Regions from separate parts of the Rattus norvegicus genome. Here region 1 is linked to region 2. Evidence: chromatin contacts called from public Hi-C data. All regions are on one chromosome and are shown on one strand. The core of a region is the stretch at or near the end of the contact, and the rest is flanking DNA. Distances in the headings are between cores, read along the strand shown. Region 1 has its middle 28 kb from the start of Cdc7. Region 2 overlaps Tgfbr3 (transforming growth factor beta receptor 3).

The links. Hi-C and Micro-C count contacts between places; a contact is called where the count stands out from the background.
Region 1: a Hi-C map of Schwann cells shows a contact between it and region 2, with 7 times the contacts expected there. The contact joins two enhancer-like sites. A contact is called at or near these places in 9 of 12 Hi-C or Micro-C datasets (the A7r5 cell line, Schwann cells, frontal cortex and 5 more) and 1 of 1 datasets of contacts at active chromatin or transcription factors (oligodendrocytes).

Annotation. Positions count from the first base shown.
Region 1 is chr14:2,938,837-2,944,083 of GRCr8, forward strand. No RefSeq gene overlaps it. Among named protein-coding and RNA genes, the nearest start is that of Cdc7, 28 kb to the right of the region's middle. Within about 2 kb of position 1,800, at least 7 of the 93 cell types and tissues checked have an H3K27ac peak or open chromatin away from gene starts, as enhancers often do. A contact at or near this core is called in Schwann cells, where this site is marked.
Region 2 is chr14:2,642,135-2,647,444 of GRCr8, forward strand. All of the region lies in intron 1 of Tgfbr3 (transforming growth factor beta receptor 3), which reads left to right. Among named protein-coding and RNA genes, the nearest start is that of Tgfbr3, 10 kb to the left of the region's middle. Within about 2 kb of position 3,692, at least 2 of the 93 cell types and tissues checked have an H3K27ac peak or open chromatin away from gene starts, as enhancers often do. A contact at or near this core is called in Schwann cells, where this site is marked.

The DNA.
Region 1 (5,247 bases), core at 550-3,049, 290 kb after region 2:
TCCTTACATCATCACATATTATGAACACTACAGATGCCGACTAGGCAGAAACTTCTGAAAGTCCATGTGGACAAGGAGAAAGTTCTCCAGATTTCTCAATGGCAGGGCTAAGGCCAGAGTTCTTGGCTGATAACATTGCTATACAAGGAAAGTTTGCTGCAACGTTTCTCAGCTTAAGAGTGCAGGCCTGTGGCCACGCTCTTACAACATAGTTGGATTCATCTCACATTGTGGTGAGGAGAGAGTGGGAGGAATTTAAACATTCTTAGCTTTGCTTGGATTACCAAAACAATCCCTCTTTATTGAGTGCACCAAGGTGTATCTCGTGATCTGTCCGGGGCAAAAGGCAGGTTGGGATCTGATGGGGGAGGCAGTGGTTTTTGTCCCTTATTTCACAGGGGCTGGGGCAGAGGTTGGGGTGAAGATGTACAGAAAGGGGAGGCTGAAGAAGGGAATTAGGAAGGAAGCAGATGGCAGAGAGGAAAGACCCTGGGGATGCTTTGAACGTCCTTGCTGGAGTTTACCATGGAAATACAGTCAGCCATGCCACCGGCCACTAACAGGACGGTGGGCATATTGGAGGGAGAGAATGAGCCTGACAAACTTCAGGAGCAGCTTTCCTCCTTCCAGCTCCGAAGGTGGGGGCAGGGAAGCGGCCAGCATTTCTGCTCACACCCAAAGACTTAGAAAGATTTGCAAGGCGTCTCACTACCCTTAACACACAGCTTCGTTTCCAGAAGTCAGCTGTCTCTTAGCTTAATGATTGGCCTCCACTGCTGGGTTAGAGAGCTTAGAACCCTCTATTTAGAGGCCGAGAAGGACAGGCGTGCACGGGCATACACACACACATTTACAGTCAAACTGGACAGGGGTCCCTTGACCAGGTCCTTATAATCATCAAGGGCAGGACATCCGATATAATCTCGCACTCATTTACAAATGGGCTGTCCTAGACGGAAGAGCTGAGGATGTATCTTTTGAAGGGTTTCTCTTGGTCAAGTCTGTTGTGCTCAGCTTTGTTTGTTTCTCATAGCTAACGGTCTAGACCAACATGGGTGTGGGGCATATTTTATTTCACACAAACATCTTCCTACAGCTTCCATAAATTCCTGCTTTGCAGGTGATGTTTAACCTCCTACAAAATCTGTGATTAATCCTCCATTCAGTCACTGAAAATCTAAGCCAGCATCAAGCCTATTAGGCAACCCCTATTGCATCTTACCTGACTGAGCATATATTCTATGGTAGTATGCTGTGTACTTAGCCTCAGCGACACAAAGGCATGCACATTAGATACATACAGCCTGGTTATCCATCAGGCCACAGTCTTAGACAATAGACAGGAGGGACTGGTAATACAGACCTGAATGAAGTCCTTCTCCTATTGTGGGAGCAAAGCCATCCCTTCCTCTGGGGTTCTGTGTCTTGTGCCAAAGGAGAGACGATAAGTAAGCCAGGATGTTTGAGAAGGCAGTGTTTGAACAGGGCACAGTGTGTTCACAAGCGGGGGACTGGGCAGGAAAGGTGGTACCACTTTGGTGATACCCGAAGGATGAAGTCAGGTGCCGTGCCGTCTTACTGGCAGCCAGCCAGGCGCAGGCGGCTGAGGGGAAGTGCTACAAATAGGGATCTGCAAACGCCCAGAGAAGGAACAGAGGTGAGTAGAGCACGGTTAAACCACCAGGAGCTCGGTTCGCCTGTGAGAGCCCATGTTTTGTTTTTATGCCTTCCAAGTCTTACTGATACCCAAGCGTCCCAGGCAGCCGCCTCACGGAACATGCCGAAGGAACGTCTGCCATCTGGTGGCCAGAGGCGATGTCACAGCGCACAGCTCCAGGGTCATAGCATCCGGGTTCTGTTACTCAGTGAGTTAAGAAGTCTGATACAGCTGGCTCTGGTGGCCCACACCTACAACCTCTGCTCCAGGGAGGCAGAGAGAGGATCAGGAGTTCCAGGCCGGTTTCGGTTACGCGAGCTCCCGTGTAAACTTAAACGAACAACAAGGGGGCTTGGACAGTGAACCAGAAGTTGAGCTTGCTCTTGCAGAGGTCGTGGGTTTCATTCTCAGCATCCACATCCGAGCTCAAGCCATACTTAACTCCAGTTCCAGGTAGTCTGACACCTTCTGCAGGAAACTGGCGTGCACACAGTGAACAGGCATGCAGGCAAAATATCCATACATGTAAAATTTAAAAAGAAAAAAAAAGAAAGAAAAAAGAAAGAAAAAATCCAACTATAAACAGAATACCCTGATGTGCGTTATTCTTTTGTTATCATTGCTACTGATTTATTTTACTTTTAATTATGTGTTTGGGTATCTGCATGTGACTTCAGGTGCCCGTGGAGGTGCCTAGCGTGGGTGCTGGGAACTGAATTTGAATCCTCTGCAAAAGCATTGACTGTTCTTAACTGCTGAGCCACTCCCCTCTCCCCGCCAGCCCCTCAGATGTACTTCACAGAAAAGTTCAGGAAAAATATGCAGGAATGTTCTCAAGAAATACAATCACGTCTGAAAGAAGACATGGAGGAAGGGGAGGGGAGGGGAGAGGGGGCCCACTGCATCTCTGTTCTGATGCTGTATTTAGGGGCCACCTTTACCCCTCCAGACTGCAGGCACATAAACCCCGCTTTGCAGCTGAGACTCCTTTCGGTCTTGGCTCACCCCCCTTACTTCATGCTCCTCCAGTCAAAGTTTCTTTTACAGCTGATGAAGGGTAAGCAAGGAGGCACTAAAACGTTCCCTGGTTGTGCTGTTCATACTTTTAAATGTGAATATCTGAGGCCCCCACTCAATGCCCAGACGCTCAGAGATACCCCTCCCTCAGTCCCCAGCACAGAGGGACTTAGAAGCTCGTGTTCCGAGGGACGTACTTTTAAAATTAAGAAGCCGGAATGCATTTCTAACAACTTATATTGCTCCTGGTTGATGGATACAATTTTATAAATGCAATTTGGACACAGCAATGTTGGGCTTCTCAGAACAAACAAGTTTTGGGAACTGACGTGATACTTTTAGAATTGGAGCTATCTTTAACCCCCTACCCCACTCCACCCCCCGAAAAAAGAAACTCAAAAGCCTCCAGAAGTAGGGTCCTTCCTGCATGTATATGTCAAGCGGGGACATTTTTGCCTTTCTGTGGTATTTTATAGGCACTGGCATTTTTTTTTTAAATGCTGTGACATTTGACACATGAGCAAGAGCTGAAAAATGAGACTATAGGAGAATTATGAAAACTGTGCTCACTGGTCTCTTGCACAAGGCTTCGAAGGGTTACTGTGGATAAACTGTCCACCAGCTGTTTCTCCTCTGCTGAGGTCAATGTTCTGGGAACAAAGTGCCAGTGGCTTGGGGGGGAGAGATTAGTACCAAGATGGATGGGACCTCGGGGGAGCTGGGAGGCCTCAGGACAGACAGTTCACGACAGGCAAACAGTATAACCCTTTAGATGTCTAAGAATTAAAGAGACTATCTTTAGACTGGGATCGTTCTGGTGGGTCTTGGAAATCCCTTCACGGGGTCAAGTTCCCAGGCAACTCTAAAGTTTCGGCTGACGACTGGTGTCTCTTTAGTGGTAAGAAATGTAAAGAAATGAAAGTGTAGTCTCCTCCTCCAAGAGACCTATACTTCACTGCAGGTCCCCGAGGAAGTCACAGACGTCCCCGGGGAATAGAAACTTCGTAGTCCCTTTGGCCTATCCTGAACTGAAGCACCATGCTGGAGTCCTGCCTCCATTCCAGTTGCGTTTTTTATGAGTTGGGGATGGGGCTGCGGGGAGACTCTTAGAAAGTTATGCAGGAGCCTTTTCGTCTTTCTGTCCTTCTAGTTTCTTGTCTAAATCATTGGGTTGTCTGCAGAAAAGCTAGAGGCGATGCACACAAAGCGTGGATGTGTCCTTATAAAGCAAGCACTGTGAGCATGGTGGCACAGCCTGTAACCCCAGCCCTTGGAAAGAGGAGGCAGCTCAAGGGTATCCTTGGTTACATGGAAGACTAAAGGCCAACCTGGGCTACACGAGACTGTTTTAAAAACAAATCTAAGCAGAAAACAAAACAGACACTCTTGTTTGGAGAGGTTTCTGACTGATTGAGCAGATTATATGTATCAAACAATTTTAAAATGTCCATGAATTTGAAGGAGAGCAAGGAGGTGTATATGGGAGGTCTTGGAGAGAGGAAAAGGAAGGGAGAAATTAGGAAATTTTATTATAATCTCAAAAAATGAAAAATAATTTTTAGGAAATAAAGAGGTTAGTTTTCAGTCTGGTAATATTGCCAAGAACGTAAATAAATTAACAAGTGAACATTCTTTCATGTTGTTTGTCAAGCTTCTAACTCCACCTGCAGCAGGCACCTGTCTTCTCCATGTAACTCCACCTGCAGCAGGCACCTGCCTTCTCCATGTAACTCCACCTGCAGCAGGCACCTGTCTTCTCTGTGTAACTCCACCTGCAGCAGGCACCTGTCTTCTCCGTGTAACTCCACCTGCAGCAGGCACCTGTCTTCTCCGTGTAACTCCACCTGCAGCAGGCACCTGTCTTCTCCGTGTAACTCCACCTGCAGCAGGCACCTGTCTTCTCCGTGTAACTCCACCTGCAGCAGGCACCTGTCTTCTCCGTGTAACTCCACCTGCAGCAGGCACCTGTCTTCTCCGTGTAACTCCACCTGCAGCAGGCACCTGTCTTCTCTGTGTAACTCCACCTGTAGCAGGCACCTGTCTTCTCCATGTAACTCCACCTGCAGCAGGCACCTGTCTTCTCCATGTAACTCCACCTGCAGCAGGCACCTGTCTTCTCCGTGTAACTCCACCTGCAGCAGGCACCTGTCTTCTCCGTGTAACTCCACCTGCAGCAGGCACCTGTCTTCTCCGTGTAACTCCACCTGCAGCAGGCACCTGTCTTCTCCATGTAACTCCACCTGCAGCAGGCACCTGTCTTCTCCATGTAACTCCACCTGCAGCAGGCACCTGTCTTCTCCATGTAACTCCACCTGCAGCAGGCACCTGTCTTCTCTGTGTAACTCCACCTGCAGCAGGCACCTGCCTTCTCTGTGTAACTCCACCTGTAGCAGGCACCTGTCTTCTCTGTGTAACTCCACCTGCAGCAGGCACCTGTCTTCTCCGTGTTTGGGACAAATGAAGGGATGCTTTCTCAGCAGGAGGTGTAGAATGTTAGTGTTCTTAATTTTAACATAAACTTATGTTTCCTTTCTATGAATAAGCATCTGATATGAATATTTAATTATGGGATT
Region 2 (5,310 bases), core at 2,442-4,941:
CCTTCACACCAGGCAGAAGCAGCTAGCTTCTCTGTCTGTCTGTCTGTCTGTCTGTCTGTCTGTCTAAAGATGGGGTGTCATGTGCACAGGCTGGCTTCAAACTCAAAGTTTTAAGGGTGACCATAAACTTCCGATGGTCCCAGGAGTTGGGATTCTAGGTCTGCCTTATCATGTTTGGTTATGCAGTGCTGGGGCTCGAACCAAGGGCTTTGATTGCAGTAGGCAAGCACTCTACCAACTGAGCTACACCTAGAGCCCAAAGGCTAGCCTTTCAAGGTGCCCGCTGCCGCTTGCAGGATTCGTGGGGTCCTGGAGACCCAGGTGTCTAAGAAGTTTCCTTTCTATTCCCAGCCGGTCACAGCCAGCATGGTTTTCATCTTAACCTTCCCAATAGAGGGTGAACAAGATCTTCCCAAACCTGCTGCTTCATTCTGCCCCTCTCTTGGTGTTCTCTTCTATGGTTTTCTCAGAACTAGTTCTCTCTCGTCTGCTGAGTTCCTGCCCTCTCTTCGGGTTTCATGTTCAATATCGAATATGTTTGTTGGCATTTATGTTAGCACATTTTCTGTTGCTACCACGAAATAGCCGAGACTGAGTGATTTAGAAAGTCTGGGAGACTGACTGGTGAGGCACTTGTTACTGCTGGTGGTAGAGGGGCTCTGTGGAGTCCCCAGATAACATAAGGGGCAAACAGCATCCTAGCTCAGGTGCCTCTCCTCAGGGCCCTAGCCGTATGACACCACTAAGCTTTAATTGCCATCTCACAGTGGCCTTGCCTCCAGTCACCACAGCTGGGTCCAGCTCTGTCCTCTGACTCCTTCATAAAGGAGATTGAATGTCAGTGTAGGTTCTGGTGGGGGACATCCACAGTTAACATTTTCCTCGTCTATCTTTCTTCTTAGCCTACATATAATCAATGACCATATCCATTCTAGAAATCTCCAGTTTTCTATTTTAGAGTCATATTCACAGCAATGTAGGCAGCCTCATGTGGTTCAAACAGATCCCCCCATTAAATTAAGGCTACCTTCTAATGTACTGTATACTCATGGTTCTCCTCAATTTTTATGCCATCCTTGCTGCTATGCCCCTGTCCATCGATGTAGTCTGAGCTCACCATCCCTGTCATCCTTGCTGCTGTCCCCCTGTCCATCGATGTGGTCTGAGCTCAGCACTGTTGGTCTTTCTGATTGGATGGGAAGGTGTCCTGGGACTTGGAAGGCCAGGAACCACATAGCTGTGAGGTGGGACAGTGTCCTAATGGAAGGGCGTCCTGAGACACACAGCTCTGAGAGGAAGCCTCCTCAGCTCCCTACTCTCTAGGGGAGAGTATCCCTAGCTGAGCAGAGAAGCTCAGGGGTCTGCTCTGTCTCTTTTCTTTATTGCTTGTCTTCTTGTATGAGACAATCACACCTGGTAGCAAAGCTCATGAAAGAGATTTATTGGAAGGTCAGGGGTATGGAGAGACGAGTCCGGGAGGCTTATGCTCCTGGGAGGGAACAGACAGCTGCAGGGAACTGGACAAGGTTATAGGGGCTTTTGTGGGGTGGAGCTTTCTAGGGTGATTTTCAGGGTGAGGATTGGTGGGATTTCAAGTCCTGAGCTTGGGGGAGCTCAGGGATTGGTGGGTTTTCCTGTTCAGGGATTGGTGGCTTTTGTTTTGACTTTTCACTTAAATTAGCATAACCCCGGGAGGGTCCCGTTGAGGGTTTGCAGATGACAGTTATAACAGTTGGGGGGCAGGGCATAGCTGCTGGAACTCCTCAGGCCAGCCCCGGCCACTTTTCTTTCTTGTGGTTTACGAAGTATATGAAGGGAGTCCACTGAAGAGAAAGCCTTCCCCACCACTTGAGTGGTGTGAGTATCTAACAGGCCCATCTCTGAGGACACCATTCTCCCCTCTCCTTCTCCCAGGTCTTCCCAGCACCTGGACTATTCCCATCAACTTCCAGCTATTATTATTATTATTATTATTATTATTATTATTTTTTTTTTTTTTTGTGGCTTCTGCATCTTTCTCCCAAGTTCTCGTCCATGGTACCTTTGAAAGCACATCTGGCTTTGTGTCTCTTGGGTCATACAGATTTGTGATTCTTTTCTCCTTAGCATGGACTGTATGATTATTAAAGTTTCAGCCGTTTCCCCCTCTGCTTTTCTTGAACCTCATTGTGTTCACCTGAGGCGACTCTGTCTTCCCAAGTGCAACACGTGTGCTCACATCCCGTCCCCTTTATAACCACTCTTCCTTCTACCGTGTCCTGCTCTTCCTTCCAGCCTCCTGTGCTATCTTAAAAGTTTTACTCTGTGAACAGACACCATGACCAAGGCAACCCTTATAAAGGACATTTAACTGGGGCTGGCTTACAGGTTCTGAGGTTCAGTCCACTATCATGGTGGAAGCATGGCAGCATCCAGGCGGACTTGGCACTGGAGAAGCTGAGGGTTCTACATCTTGTTCCAAAGGCAAACAAGAGAAGACTGTCTTGCAAGTATCTAGGAAGATCTCAATGCCCACCTACACAGTGATACACTTCCTCCAAGAAGGCCACACCCACTTCAACAAGGCCACACCTCCCTGGGCCAAGCATATTCAAACCACCACATCTGTCATTAGCTCTTCTGCTGAAGCTTAGCATTGTTCCTCTCCGAAATGACTACTCTTGCTAGCTCACGAAAGCCCTTCCTTCCTGTGGACTATCTAGATTAAAATTGAGGGTTTCAGTCAGCTTTTCATCACCATAACAGGATTCCTGGGATCATTAACTTATCAGGAGAAAAAGGTTTCTCTTGACTCACTGTTTTGGAGGGCCTTGTTCAGAACTGTCTCTGTTGTGTGGGCATGTGGTAAGGCAGCGCTCGAGGTGGGAAGCATTACAGAACAACATTATTATTCACCTCATGTCTAGGCAGGGACAGAAAAGGCTGGGCTCTCACTACCTCTTCAGGGGCCTGTCCTCAATGGCCCAAAGTCCTCTCGCTATAACCTGCTTCCTGAAGGTTGTACCTCTCCACATGATGCCTTTAATAAATCAGTCTTCTGGGGACTATTCTGTCCTCCCAAGTATCTGAAGTTCACTTCCTGTAGATCCTTAGTGAAAACAAAGAAACTAAAGACTTCTGTGTGTGCTTCCTGGCTGCCTGAGCTTCACTGCTTCTTGCAGATGGGTATTAGCTCAGCTGGGTAGGTGTTGGTTTGTTTTGTTGTTGTTGTTTTTCCAGTTGCTGCTGCTGCATGAACAGCTATGGCAGCTGCCATGAGGGCTGAGCATGCAAGCTGTCTATCGGCAGGCTTCAGAAAGCTCCATGATGCTGGTTTACCTACTCCTAAAGGCCTAATGAGAACAAGTAGGAAAGAGTGGTTTCTTCTGTGTTTATTGCCACCCAGTATTGAGTAATGTGCCATGCTGGTCCCCAGAGCTCCCAGGGCAGGGACTTGCACATTTTGTGCCATGTTGTATTGGAGGCAGTAAGTGGTGTGGAGCAAGTCCCTCGGAACTGTAGTGTTTGTTGAGTGGACGAGCAAGTCAGAAGATTCAGGACCTGGGAGGTTTTGATAGCTTCCACATAGCATACACTCAGATGTCTGCTCTGCCGGGAGGGGGAGAATCTGAACTTTGACAGCCTCACTGAAGACAGGTTGGGCTGGGACACTGGGCGACTCTCCCCGGCCTTACAAGTGGTTTGGGAGATTCCCATTCCAGCAGGCACAGGCTTGTTGTGGTTTCTCTCTGCCTGTGGTTTGCCCTTTAACCCATCCTGATAAAAAGATGAAAAATAAGCCCAGCAGCAGAGGAAGGGATTTGGGGAGAGGTTGTGCAGAGCAGAAGGCAGCTCTCACATGGCCCCAACGTCCCCCTTTGGCTCTGAGTTCATCCCGTTGGCAGCTCACTGAACCCTCCAGATCTGCCCTGCTTAGGGCCCGTGCTACAATAGCCTGGAGTCTGCCAGGCCTCCTTACCTTGAATGATTTATTTTTCTTTCTTCCTTGTCCTATTTTCTTTGAAAGGAAATGTTCCACTCCAGGCAAGAAGGACATGGGAGGAAATTAAATTACTATACTTAATTATTAGTTTGGGATGGTCTCATGTAGTCCAGGCTAGCCTCAAACTCAAGACCCTCCTGCATCCACTTTACCATCTTAGAATATTTTTTGAAGATTGATTTTTGTTATGTTTTATTTGTGTGCGTGGACACATGTGTGCACCTGTGGGAGGGGTTCAGAAAGCAACTCTGTAGAAATCCGTTTTTTCCTATCATGTGGGCTCCGGGATCAGGCTCAGGTTGGTAGGCTAGACAGCAAGCATCCCTACCCACTGAGCCATCTCACCCCTAGCCCATCTTTGATACGAAGTGAAGTTTTAACCCTTCTCAGATTCGAGGACTGTTTGTGAAGCTAGTTCTCTCTGTGATACTAGTGATGGGTGGAGACTTCAGGAAGCATTAACTTAATCCTAAAGGCCATGAATTTTCCTCCTGAAGAGTCAGGTTTGGGGAGCCCAGGGCATGGGGGTCAAAGAGTGTGGCCGGAGCCATTGTGTCTCCTATGTCTATTGAAATAATACCAATCTGGTCTTCTCAGGACAGGGAGTCCAAGACTTTGAGGAAGCCATTATAAAGCCAGCAGTATAGTTTCCCCTGGGATTAAAGATGATCAGGTTAGAAATAAGCTGGTATGTGATACCATATATGTCAATATAATATACCTTATATCATATATGAGATAAAACGACAGGACTATCAGTGACTTGTTGAACTGGGTCCTAGGCACCCAATAGCATTCTAGGTGTTCTGTGCTTACACTTTATTTATTTATTTATCCCTTATAAAGCCCTGGGAGGGACTTAGAATCAACCCCCTTCTTACAGGTCAGGTTCGGATCCTGATCACTGGGGGCGGAGGGGACCACACCTCCCACTACATTGTAACTGTGGTGGGCTTTGTGCTCCATTCATGACTTCTCTTGGGCCTCTGCATCTGCTTCTCTCACCACCTGGCTGGCCTTTTCTTGTTACAGTGTTTCTCTCTTCTCTGCTTAAATGTCACCTCTCCCGGGAGACCAGTCTAGCCCAGACTCAGCATCACCAAACCTGTTCTGTTTTCCTGATCCCCTGAAGCCAGACTCCATGACAACAAGGATGAGCCTAAGTCACTAACCTGTGTTTAGCTCCTGGAGTGTCCAACACACAAGTTAATTCTAAATTTTTGTTGAATCAATGGATGAAGAGACATGTAATTGCTGACCAAACTTTGCTACACTGATTTCAAAACAAAGTAGCTTGTCCCTGTGTCAGCCCTCATCATCTAGGAGCT